Linked DNA regions of Mus musculus: regions 1 and 2 are each linked to region 3. A link is a contact called in public promoter capture Hi-C data. All regions are on one chromosome and are shown on one strand. The core of a region is the stretch at or near the end of the contact, and the rest is flanking DNA. Distances in the headings are between cores, read along the strand shown.

Region 1 (4,328 bases), core at 590-3,089, 120 kb after region 3:
TGTGTGTGGGGGGGTTGTCTTAGAAATACTTGTAGCAAACAGTATAATGAGTTTAAGGCTCTTATTTGAATTTCTTTTTGAGAGTCCCCAAATTTACTCCACACTGAGGAGAAAAGAAAGAGTCAGTACTGGCAACAGGCCTGTATATCATGCAGCTCGTGTGTCCTGTAGTGACCTTGCCTAGAACTGATATCAGGGCTTCTCAGACATGCCCTTCCCATTGGGAGGGACTGCCACCAGCCTCCTCCTGGTGAAGCCTTTCTGTTTTAAAGACAACCTCTCATCAGGCCTGCTTGTATGTTCCCAGGCCCAGGCCAACCTCTATTGCCTCAGGGGGCTGAGGGAATGAACATTTAGGGAAAGGCAAGGTTGGGCTCAGGGGGGCAGAGAGGTCACTGTCAATCTCACAGCAAGGGACAGCCTCCCAAACAATCCTGTGGACTCACCATTGCAGCCGGGACTGTGAGGAAAAAGTCAAAGGAAGCTTATTAAATGCCCACCCAGACCTGGAAGGTGATGGGGTATGTTGGGGGGGGGGCAAAGATCAAGCAGAAGTAGCCCTTGCATGCCTGTCTACAAGGGTCCCAGAGATAAATGTAGCACTAGCTTTCCCAAGCAGCAGACATGAGTTTTTCCGTCTCCAGGGAAACAACGCAAACAGTGATTACCTGACAAGCATAGGCTCAGCTATCTCCTGGTTTAGATTCCCCTGGGGTCTTATCTTTCCATGCAGGAGACTGTCTGGGTTGGAGACATCTTAAAGCCTCAGTCCCTGAGCTTGGTCAACCTCCCTGCTCCCCAGAGCAGAACAAACCTGTCTTCCTTGTTTCATGATGGTGGGGTTGGCAGCGGTGTGGCGCTGGTTGGAGCTGACAAATCCACTGGTGCCCAGGAGACCAAGGCGGGCGGAAGGGACATTCCGAGATGCGATCTGGTACTGTCGTGGGTTCCGTCTGCCCATGCCGCTGCCCACAGAGCTGGCTGTTGGGAGGGAGTTGGACTGCCCAAAGCCACGACTGTGAGAGCAAAGAGAAGAGATCCAGAGGTTCTGGCTCCAGCCCTACATAGCCCAGGCTGCCAGTGGGGTCTCTTGGGGACTGACAAGAGGTTTGGGGGTGCCAATAATAGGCTATGAATCAAACTGTACCTAGTATCTAAAAGCAACAGCACATGCTAAATGTTGGCGCATGCACACTACTCTTAACCCACAAGACAGCCCTATGAAGTAGGCTTCCTAATCTTCACTGCTAGAAAAACTCAGAAAGCTTGAGGATTTTGCTATCGACACACAACCAGCAGGGGGCAGCACTCAAATATGAACCCAAAAGGGGAGCTCAAAGAGTCCCCTGCCTTCTATTCTTGTCTAGTCCAACCTGTGGGTCTGTGCATGAGGCCATGGTGCCTTTCAAGAAGCCACAAAGCAAAATAGTAGGGTCAGTATCTGGATCTGATTCCGTTCTGGTGCGCCTTCCATGATGGCGTGGTTCATTGCTGATCAGGTTGTCTGTAAGCAGTCTTAGATGGAGGACCCGATTGAAATATAAGCTCTGTTAGAAAGGACTGTATGTGTCTTCTTCAGCCCCTTATGTCCCAGGCCCGAGGCACGGAGTCAGAATTTTGCAGAGTAAATGCTGTTTGATATTTCTCCAACTGGGAGGTCACTGCGGTGTGTGGATGACTCCATACACACCTAGGATAGTCCAGTCTCTTCGTTCCCCAGGTCTTTCCTGCAGGGCGGCCCTCACCAGGGCTGGCAAGGCTCCGCTTTTCGGGTCCACGCAGGAGGCTGCTCCCAGCGGGGTCGGATGAGCTCAGCGGAGAAGCCTCCACCAGCCCCGGGCTTCTGGAACCGGACACATTCTTTCCAAGGGAGTCAGGCAGCTTTAGTTATTCAGGAGGGTGAAGGAGGTCTGCGTGGCGGGCAACGGCCACTAGATGGAGCAGAGTCGCTTGGTTGCTAAACTGGGGAGTTTTCGCCAAGCTTACCAGAAGACCCTGCAGATGAGCTGATTTAGCTTAGCCAGTGGAGGTCCAGGGGGCCATTCACAGCAGGTACTTCCTGCGCCAGAGATGGTTGTGTGTGAGTGCGGGGCGGGGGGAGGGGAGGTGGCGTCTGAGGTGGCAATGCAAAAGTTCCCGAGTTCCTAAATGTCTTAGGGAGAGAAGGTTCCAGGCTTTTGAGGCCAAGAAGGGTGTTGTAGAACCCATTCAGAAGAAGAGGTTCTTCTCTTGGGTTCTTGGTCTCTCTGTTTATCTTATCTTCCCTTTCCTCATTGAAAACTGAAAATTAGCGTGAGGCCATTCCATGCAATCAGAGACCCCAGGGAGGTAACTTGTAAAAGTGGCAGCAAGTGTGGGGGGGGAATGGGGGGGGATTTCCGCTTTCAGCTGTTAAGAACAGGTCCTCTGGCTTCTGAAGTCAGAATTTGGGCCACCTGGCAGATAGATGATCAGTATCTGCTAAGACTCCCCCCACCCCTTACTTGGTGTGAATAGATTTTTCTCACTTCCCTCTTTGGCTGGATTTTTAGAAGGCTATTTCTATATGCAAAACAGTAGTGGATGAGTGTTGCCTTAAAATGATCTGTTCTTCCACGAAAGCAACACTGTAGCTTGTAAAAAAATTTTTTTTTGAGACAGGGTCTAACTATGTAACACAAGCTAGCCTCAAACTGCCTTCCCGCCTCAACCACCCAAGTGCTGGGACTACTCAAGAAAATCAGACCTGGATCAAGACTGTATTTTCTAGCCACATCAAGGCCAGAAGGCTCTGTTAGGGCAGTCGGTGAAGAAAAGGAGAACCCTGACATTCCCAAGAGTTAGGACTCAGCTGTTTGGGAGAAGGAGTAAAGCCCAGAGTATTCCGGGGTCTGGGAGGTGGTGGTGGTGGTGGTGGTGGTGGTGGTGGTGGTTACAGTATAGCGGAGGCAGAATTTTGAGAGGCCTTCTTCTTCCTGATGGTGGAGTCTAGCTGTGGTGTCCTCAAAAGGTTATTTTTACAAAGCCAGGTTTTTCTAGAGTTGCTGCCGCTGACAGTGGGATTGAACTCTGAGGTCAGTTAGGACCACTCAGCTTAAGGAAATAATTATGTTTCCCAAGAAAGAACAAATGCCAAATTAAAGTCCCACTCTTGGCCCCTCCTCCATCCTGCCTCCTACCCCCGAGCTTGTCTGCCTCACCTTCTCTGCTTTTCTGAGTCTAACTGATGTCCTTTCCTTGAAACGCATGAAAAGACTTTGATAAAAATAACATTAATAAGAAGCAATTAATTTGGGATTTGTGAGATAATTTAAAGCAGGGGCTTGCCTGCGGTTACTTTTTTATGGGAGAAATGGTTTCTCAAAATAAATTAACAGTGTGAAAATATCCCAGAGGTGATGCGAAGAGCAGAATGTGTTTCATGGGTTTGGCGCCATCGATTTGAACATCCATGATTGGTAGCTGCATTCCCTCGTATCTAGTCAATAAAAAGACTCCGACCTGGCAGACCTCAGGCTGGCCCTGACCTAGCATGTGCTTATAACAGTCTGTAGAGGCTCAAACTCGGACCACGCCTCTCTCTAGGCAGACAGAGGCAGGGGATGTGTTGCTGGTGAGAGGAGCTTAAAAGCCAGGTATCTTCAACTTCTACTTCAGAATGACTTCCTCTAGGAACTGGTACAGCAGGGCCCGGTACTGCAACAGGAGCTGGAGACCTCCTCCTCACCTGGGAGTCGGAGCATCACCCATAGAAATGGGGTGCTTGGCCTGGGAGTGAGTGTATCTCTCATAGAAATGGGGTGCTTGGTGGCAGCACAAGGCAGTTGAGGAGCAGGTCTTGCTTTGCATCCAGGCCGCTGATGCAAGAGTGATCTGCAGCCCATCAGAGCTGGCAACCCCCAAGGGCTGGAGACTGGTGAGCTGGCAGTAGTATCAATTTGCAGGCATATCCTCTGTGTGCATTAGCCTGAGACCAGAGCAGTCATTTGGCTCTGCAGTGGCAAGGAGTACTGATCTGGTGCCCAACACTGGCAAGCTTGCTCCATATCCTGGGTACCTCTGCCTATCAATTTATCTGTAAACTAAGGTTAATAAAAGCAGTTCTACTTCATAGGGTTGTCGTGAGGGTGGAATAAACGAATATATTTTTAGTGTTCAGAAACCACTGGGCATGTGCTAACTAAATGTTTGCATAATAAATAACAGTACTGTGTAGTAGAATGTGATAGCATCTTAATTTTTAAGTAAATCTGTCATGAAGATGTTTCACAAACTCCAGCTGGCCTTATTTCCTTCAAGTGGTAAGGCACACTTATGCAAATGAGCTCCCCCCCACCCCCAATTTAACA
Region 2 (3,934 bases), core at 276-2,775, 100 kb before region 3:
AGAAGCTGTCCACTCCTTTTCAGTCATCTGAGCCCTGCTGTCCTTTTTTCGTCTGTTTTAATGGTCATTGACTTATAAGACCAGAATAAGATAGCAACCCCCCCCATCATTTCATAATTGGTAATAACACATCACTCCATTTTGTTACATGGAAAGAACACTAGCTGTTTTATGAGACAAGAACTTTCTGCAAAGGTCCTTTTAACTTTCTTAAATGGTATTTCTTTTAGTGTTACAAATTTTAATCTTTTGTAGCTTATTAATCTGTTCCTACTTGTGAACTCAATTTTGTGCTTAACAAAGATAACCACTTCAAGAGTATGCTTGTGGGTTTTTTGGGGGGTTTTTCGAGACAGGGTTTCTCTGTGTAGCCCTGGCTGTCCTGGAATTCACTCGAACTCAGAAATCTGCCCGCCTCTGTCTCCCAAGTGCTGGGATTAAAGACGTGCGCTGCCACCACCCGGTATGCTTGTGGTTTAGCATGTTTACCATTTCACAATTCTTCTAAGTAGTAAGTAATAACTTAGTCCTTTAAAACTCTTGCTGCCACCGGCAACAGTATTTACTGAATGTTTACTGTAAACAGGGGTATTTTCTACAATGCAAACGTTATTAACACCCCAGCTTACAGGTGCAGGAAACGAAGGTCAACTTGTTTAAACAGAGCAGAGGCTCAAACACAGGTACAGGCTGACCCCAGCTGACCAGGCAGCAGATCCAATTATCCTCACAAGTATGGAGGACTCTCCCCCTGCCCACCTGTAGGAAGCACGCACATAAAACTAGGATCCCTTTGTGTTTTAAAGAGTTGTGCTAGCTTCCTTGTAGTTTCTTCAACTCTTCCTGAATTTCATGGTTACTTTTCCCAGGGTTTTGTTTTGGTAGTAAGAACAAAACACCCAATGTTCCGGTGGGAAATACCTGTTTGTTGATGAAGTTTGGGAGATAGCAGATGTGTTTAAAACATCATCAGACCTCATCCAGAACAAGGTACAGGCAGATACCGACATGTGCTTTCCTTCTTAGGTGTCACTGCTCCCAGGCTGGACTGAGCTTCAACAGTACAGCACCTGGGAGCTGCGTGAACCGCTACACCCACCTTGCTGTACCTTTCTTTTCATGTGGCTGTAAATAGGTCCCTTGAGCCATTTCTCTAACTGGTTACTCATATCTGAGCAGAATATAGCTTTTGCAAGCTATGACATTACTGGATTATTTTCTTCCCTGAAAAAGTTTTTCCAGTTGATCCTATCATTGCCAGGCAACGGCTTTATCGTATTTTCCCAATACCAACAGATCCTTTCTCTTTTTCATCAGCTAGGACTCAAGTAACGGAAGGTTAAACAGTGATGGTAGTACATGGGTCTTGTTATTAATACTCCTGAAAATGTTTCTGATGTTTAAGCATGATTATTGTTTCTAGTTTGAGATTTGGAGACAAAAGCAAAACAAAAACACACACTGCAGGTTTTTGTTTATACTGTGTCCAAGCACACTCTAAGAACCTTGCCCTTGTGACGAGACACTTACTCATATGAATCCCGTAACTCTCAGAGTATAGATTGTCTGAGGTGCTGAGATAGGTGGACTGCTGATGAGACTCATTCATTTCCTCTTTTCTCATATATTACACTCCAGCCAGTTTCCCTTCCCTCCTCTCCATCTCCTCTTCCCCACACCCACTCCTTCCCTTTCAGAAAAGAGCAGGGAGTTACCTGGTGCAGAAAGTCAGTGAGACCAGGCACATGCTCTCACATCAAGGTGGAACAAGCAACCCAATAGGAGGAAAAGCACCTCCAAAGCCGGCGAAAGCGTCAGTCAGCCCTGCTCCCACACAACAATAACATACACGCAGAGGGCCTGGTTCAGACCCATGCAGGCTCCCTGATTGTCTACCCAGTCTCTGAGAGCCCCTATGAGCCTGGTTAGTTGATTCTGTGGGCCATGTTCTTTTGGTGTCCTTGTCCACTCTAGCTCCTACAATCCTCCTTCTCCCTCTTCCTCAGGATTCCCCGAGCTTTGACTAATGTCTGCCTGTGGCCTACCTCATTTATCTGCTCCATTCTTCTAGGACCCACTGCCTCTTTAGCAGTGATAAATGGTGCCCAGAAAAGGGACTTGTTCAATTTTGGGTCTCTTGGGCATTAATTCAGACTGTTATCCAAATGTTTAAGGAAGAGATGGCTAGTTCCTTGAATTAATATAAACTAGATGATGAAACCTTAAAATTGGTAAAAGAGGCAAGAAATGGCATTTTTTCTGTTCAGGTACAATCTACAGTAAGAACAGTGTCACGGATAGCTGTGCTGGTGGCGACTCCTTCAGCCTCCCTACTGCAGTCTCCTTTAGCGATGCATCTACCTCCTTTGCCTGAATAGGACTCGAAGCACGGCGTCAGGAATCTGATAATCAATCTAACCTTAGACGGACTTAGGGGAACCTGAGCAACTGCTAAGTTTATAACCTAGGCAAGCTAGGACAAGGCAAGGAGACAGAAGTCATTTACCAACTCCTACCCAGCCTCACACGCTCTGCTTGGTATTTCTAATGCAATTTCAACAAAATAAAAATGTTTATATGCGTCAACCTATCTATCTAAAAGGAGAGAGATGGTACTTTACAGCCCTCACATAGTAGCACTAAAGGCAACAAAAGAACTTTGGCTATTTGAATTCTGAATCAAAAAAAGCATTTTTTTTTTTAAATCCTGTGGATTCTTCACTGCCTTTAAGCCTACTCATTCTCCTTACTGAATGGTTTCCCACAGGTGTTACATAGCACCAGAGGATAAGCCTTTGGAACGGATTCACTTATAACTCAGAGGCCATAAAATGCTAACCGCACACCGTACCCTTCTTGCTCAATTAGTAAATCAGAGGAGGACCTGACGTCAACAATTATATGGGTTCAATCCTTGCTGTATTTATTACCCTTAACTATCAGTTTTTCAGAGCATTACAGAACTCTATGGGTTTTCAAATTTAGTTATTACTATGGAACTCCTTCCATAGTAATAAATCATTTTGCAGCTGGTAAGCTATGGGATTTTCTCATACAAACTGAATTTGTGATTTAAAAACTGTCCAACCTTCTGACATTCCACAGGCAGATACTCATTTTGTTGATGGCTCACCTAAGGGTATAGGAAGGACTCATGGCCTAGACATTCAATCTATTAGTACTTCTTTCCTCAGCCTATCAGGTGGAACTGGCTGTTTTGACTCATCTACTATGGTGAATTCATAAACTCGTATTGTCTCAGCTGCTGCTGATGTTGTAGGACGGCCACCCACTGAGGCTGCTTTACCTGTCTTCAGGCTGTTATGACTCCATTACTACCAGGACCACAATCTGCTTAAAACCCTGCACACATTCTTTGCTAACCACACTCACTCATGCTCCACCTCAGCTCACTGGTTTCATTACAGAAGGAAAGACGCAAGCTGGTGCTTTAATCTGCCCTATTCTTCTTTCCCAGAAGGAAACGGTGAAGGGCATACATCTGTCGTTGAGTATGGACACACTGGAATGGATTCTTCTTCAGGTCTCACCATTAAGGTCAATGAGAGGGCAAGCAGACAGTGCAAGTTACCAGAAAGACTGCAAAGTCCAACTAAAGGGCGAAGGGAGACACCAACCATAGCATCAGAAGTCACGGCTGCCCAGCCGGGGCCAGGCTACACCCCGTATACTAAGGGAGAAGTGGCTTTACTAATAAATCCACGTTTGAACCTGGACCTTGGGGCCATAACAGACTCATTCATTCATCTGAAGAAAGGACGGCAGTTAACGTTTCCTTGGGATTTGAGTCACTTCCTATTGGCACAGCACAGCATAACATTCACATGCCTACTAAAGGTATGGGCTTACATTCGACGGGATACCAGAACTACTAATTAAGAGTCTCTTTTCAAGCTGTTCTCTAGATTTTCCT
Region 3 (4,500 bases), core at 604-3,103:
CTCTTCTGCTGCAGGTGAAGGGCAGGGCCAGCTCAGCACAGTACTTGGACTCAGGTGGCAGCCCAGACCAGGGACATCTGCATAGTCATTGGTGGTAACTCCGGTCACAGACATCAGCACAGATCCCAGCTGCAGTAGGGTCACAGACCCAGCCATGGCCCTTAACAGCATCCTAGGCCCAGACATCACCTTAACCCCAGGTGGCTACACAGGCTCTGCCTTTTGTCACTACTGTCATGTCTGTAGTTCCACCTCTCTCCACAGTATGTGGCGTTTGGGTGTCTCTCTGTTTTACTTCTTTAATAAGCCCAACTTTTGTTTTTATATATTGGAAGATAAATTTAATTTATTTAAAATTGAATAATAAGACCAGGTGTAGTGTTGCACATCTTTAATCCCAGCACTTGAAAGGCAGAGGCAGATGGATTTCCATGAGTTAAGGCCAGCCTGGTCTATAGAGTGAGTTCCAGCACAGCAAGAACTATACAGTGAGACTCAGTCTATAACAACAACAACAACAACAACAGCAACAGCAACAAGCTGGGTGTGGTGACACATGTCTTTCATCCCAGCAGCACTTGGGAGTCAGAGGCAGGTGGATTTTTGTATTTGAGGCTAGCCTGGTCTACAGAGAAAGTTCTAGGACGGGCTAAACAGAGAAACTCTATCTCAAAAAAAAAAAACCCAACAACAACAATAATAACAAGAACAATATGTAAAGGCAAAGTGACTGCCTTATGGAATACAAAAGATAAAAGTAAAACTGAAACAAGACAGAAAGTTTTGTTGTGGTATGAAAAATGTATAACGGTGACATAAAAATGTGGATTGTTAATGGAAGGTAATAATTTAAAGGAAAAAAATGTCTGGATATAGGAAAACATTAAAAAGAAATACAGCAAGGTAGACATGGCAGGCTGTGGTTCACAGCTGTAATCCCACTACTCATGGGATGATGCAGTAGTATGAGGAGTTCAAGGCCAACCTTGGCAGCATAGTGAGATACTGTCTCATACAAATCAAGTAAGAAACCAATCAATCGCCAGGCAGTGGTGGCTCACGTCTTTAATCCCAGCACTTAGGAGGCAGAGGCAGGCAGGTTTCTGAGTTCGAGGCCAGCCTGGTCTACAAAGTGAGTTCCAGGACAGCCAGGGCTACACAGAGAAACCCTGTCTTGAAAAACCAAACCAAACCAAACCAAACCAAAACAAAAAACCCAACCAATCAGCCAAAACCAAACAAAACTGCTAAAACCAGGCTGGCAGAGTGACTCAGCACCCTTGGTAAAGGCACTAGTTGCCCAATGACCTAGGTCAATAGCCTGGACCCAAGAGGGGAAAGGAGAGAACTAACTCTACAAAGTTGTTCTAGTCCTTTACACATGCTCTGTGACACGCCTGCCTCTCTCCCTCTAATCACACACAAATACACACTAAATAACTTAAAAGACAACACAAATAGGACCTAATCAGAAGTACAGTAAAATGACTGTAAAAGGTGAAATTATGGGGCTTTAAATGTTAATAAAAATTGTTATTTTTTCTAATAACAACCTCCTCTTCTCCCCTCCCCCCTCCTTACTCCCTCCTCCCTATTACTTTTCCTCCTCTTCCTCCTCCTCCTCCTTCGTTTATTTCTGATTTTTTGTCTGTCTGTCTGTCTGTCTTTTGAGGCAGGGTTTCTTTGTGTAGTCCTGGTTGTCTTGGAACTAACTTTGTAGATCAGGCTGGCCTTGAACTCACATAGACCTGCCTGTTTCTATTTCTCTAGTGCTGACATGATCTTTGCCTAGCCAATAACAACTACTTATCAGGGGCCAGAGAGATGGCTCAGCTGGTATGGGCACCTACTATCAAACCTGATAAACAGAGTTCAATCCCCTGAGTCCACACAGAAGCAGCAGAACCAACGGGTATAGGCTGCCCCCTACCCTTCATTATTAAACTATGATAAGCTTGTTTATCAATCACAAATAAAACCCCACCCACTTAATGAATAGCAGAGTAAATGTCCTATCTGTAGGGATTCCAGCAGTACTGGCTTGTTTTCCTTTTAAATCAGATGTGGAAAGGATAAAGGGAATTTAAAGTGAAGAATATTTACACTTAAAACATGGAGAATTTATATACTGTTTGCTAAATGTCTTGGCAATAACCGGAGTGTTATTTTGTCTTAAAGGTGCATACCAGTCTGTCCCGACGGGGAGAGAGAAAATGTCAGGGTAGACCCCTGTGCGGGAAAGTCAGAATATCTCCTGGATCCTTCATGTCTGTTAGCAAATGATTTTGAAGGTTCATAGAGCGACTGTACCTTTTCCTTAGGATGGAAGACCCTGGAAATACAGCCGAACATCTGCTCTGTTTACATGCGGAAGCCTTGCTGCTTCCCCTGTCGGTGGCAGCTCAGGAAAGGCTCTCTGCTCAGCGTTATAAAATCCCAGGAGGAAGACAGTGTACAAACATAACAGTTGCTCATTTCCCTTAAGCAGGTTTAATACTAATATTTATGGAAGCTTGCAAAGAGACACTTGATGGAGGAGCCTGAATCAGTTCAAATGTGCGTTGCTGGGAAACTATGTCCACAGGCAAATAGCCACATTGATTTCCAGGATATGGGGCCTCTAAGTAAGTGTATGGGCAGGTGCAGCACACACAAAGCAGTTCGCCTTTTGTTTTCTAGAAATCTTAGATGAGAGGCTTTCTGCTATTCTGTAGCAAAGCTGATAGGAGACAGAGAGAGAAGAATAAGGGGCACCTGTCTTTGTTGTGGGTATCCTAACTGTACTGCTCAGGCACATTTACCATGTCTCTTTTATTTACACTTGTTCTTATTTTCCAAATAGCTTTTCTTTTCTTCTGGTGAGAATATTGCATCTCAGAGCGATATAACATTTCTCCAAGGCCATGAGTGAGGACAACTTGGGATTCCAGTCTGCAGGGCTTCAGTCTGAAGCCCTTTTCCTCAGCCCTGGGGTTTTATGGTCATAGTTTTGTGGTCAAAGAAAAAAGCAATTTTATTTTTTTGTGTAGTACCGGAGATCGAATTCAGTGATTCATCCCAGTCAAGGGAACTAAGCTACATCCTCAACCAGAAGAAAATATTTTTAAATGAAATAAAATATCTTATTTATTCTGTCTCAGGATTTTATTGCTGTGAAGGGTCAGCATTACTGAAGCAACTCTTCCATTTAATTGGGGCTGGCTTACAGGTACAGAGGTGCAGCCCATTATCATCAAGGCAGGATCATGGATGGCAGCATCCACGCAGGCATGGCCCTGGAGGAGCTGAGAATTCTATACCTGTTCCGAAGGCAAACAGAAGACTGACTCCTCAGGCAGCTAGGAGGAAGGTTTCCAAGTCTACCACACAGTGACACACTTTCTCCAACAGGGCCACATCTCCTGATAGTGCCACTTCCTGGGCCAAACATATTCAAACCATCACAGATTCTCGTTGGACAGAAAAGTTGATCATGATTTTGAATTCAATTTGTAGGAATCAGATGTATTTTTTTTTCCAGGAAAAATGTTTTCTGGAGTTTACCTGATACATTCTATAGGAAATATTTATGGTCTCAAACTAGGTTTTAAGTGTGTGCGGGGCATATTTTAAGTACATACTTTTGTGTGTGTGTTTGTTTTGTGTTTTTTTGTTGTTGTTTTGGCTTTTTGAAACAGGGTTTCTCTGTGTAGCCTGGGCTGTCCTGGAACTCACTCTGTAGACCAGGCTGTCTTTGAACTCAAAGAGATCTGTCTGCCTCTGCCTCCTGAGTGCTGAGATTAAAGGTGTACACTACCACCAGCCTCTTGACGCTGGATAAAAGGAGTAAGTTTGAAGATTCATAAGATGGGAACACATCACTCATTAATTGTGTGACCTGAAGGAATCTTTTCAGTCTGGTTGGGCTTCATCTTTGTGTAAGGGATACGACACCCAGATTGCAGATATGTTTGAGAGATCTAAATTTCCATAATCATGAGGTAAGGGCCACACTATTTTTTCTGAATCAACTTTAGCCTGACCCCAATTCCTATTTGTCAATTTTTTTTTTTTTTTTTTTTTTGGTGAGTATGATACTGGGATGAAGAAGGGTGAATTCGAGAAAGAGAGAGAGAGAGAGAGAGAGAGAGAGAGAGAGAGAGAGAGAGAGAGAGAGAGGTCTTTGTTATGCAGTCCTTCTGTTTGCCATTGGGATGCTCTTTGGTGGAGCTATGTGGCTCCCTCAAGGCAAGCACTTCCACATGCCCTCTGAACGTAGAAGTCTTACTCTTATACACAAGTGCTTCTGTGACCCAGAAAGACTCTTCTTGTCCAGGGCAGATTTCCTGATGCACGGCAGGTTTGTTACTTGGCAACACACCAGGGTTTCAGAGAGAGGAAGGGAACGAGAGGGTAGAGAGGGAGAAGAAGACAGAATTTTAATGTTTTATTTTTTTGACAATACATTTCATTTTCACCTCTATTGCCCTCTCTTAGCACCCCCATTTCCTGCTGAAAACC

What was found. Capture Hi-C pulls out chosen DNA fragments and counts their contacts.
Region 1: a contact with region 3 is called in a promoter capture Hi-C map of pancreatic islet. The contact joins two enhancer-like sites. A contact is called at or near these places in 1 of 15 datasets of contacts at CTCF or cohesin (large pre-B cells), 1 of 484 Hi-C or Micro-C datasets (germline stem cells), 2 of 115 datasets of contacts at active chromatin or transcription factors (embryonic stem cells and extraembryonic endoderm stem cells) and 3 of 9 other capture datasets (adipose tissue, liver and pancreatic islet).
Region 2: a contact with region 3 is called in a promoter capture Hi-C map of liver. The contact joins two enhancer-like sites. A contact is called at or near these places in 3 of 39 promoter capture datasets (liver and pre-B cells), 2 of 484 Hi-C or Micro-C datasets (both in liver), 1 of 115 datasets of contacts at active chromatin or transcription factors (embryonic stem cells) and 3 of 9 other capture datasets (adipose tissue, liver and pancreatic islet).

Annotation. Positions count from the first base shown.
Region 1 is chr14:47,084,447-47,088,774 of GRCm38.p6, reverse strand. It overlaps Samd4 (sterile alpha motif domain containing 4), which reads right to left. Exons shown (of 13, transcript NM_001037221.2): 10 at 815-1,016. Among named protein-coding and RNA genes, the nearest start is that of Gm10371, 30 kb to the left of the region's middle. Within about 2 kb of position 1,839, at least 146 of the 459 cell types and tissues checked have an H3K27ac peak or open chromatin away from gene starts, as enhancers often do. A contact at or near this core is called in pancreatic islet, where this site is marked.
Region 2 is chr14:47,302,887-47,306,820 of GRCm38.p6, reverse strand. All of the region lies in intron 1 of Mapk1ip1l (mitogen-activated protein kinase 1 interacting protein 1-like), which reads right to left. Among named protein-coding and RNA genes, the nearest start is that of Mapk1ip1l, 6.6 kb to the right of the region's middle. Within about 2 kb of position 1,525, at least 18 of the 459 cell types and tissues checked have an H3K27ac peak or open chromatin away from gene starts, as enhancers often do. A contact at or near this core is called in liver, where this site is marked.
Region 3 is chr14:47,202,269-47,206,768 of GRCm38.p6, reverse strand. No RefSeq gene overlaps it. Among named protein-coding and RNA genes, the nearest start is that of Gch1, 15 kb to the right of the region's middle. Within about 2 kb of position 1,853, at least 9 of the 459 cell types and tissues checked have an H3K27ac peak or open chromatin away from gene starts, as enhancers often do. A contact at or near this core is called in liver and pancreatic islet, where this site is marked.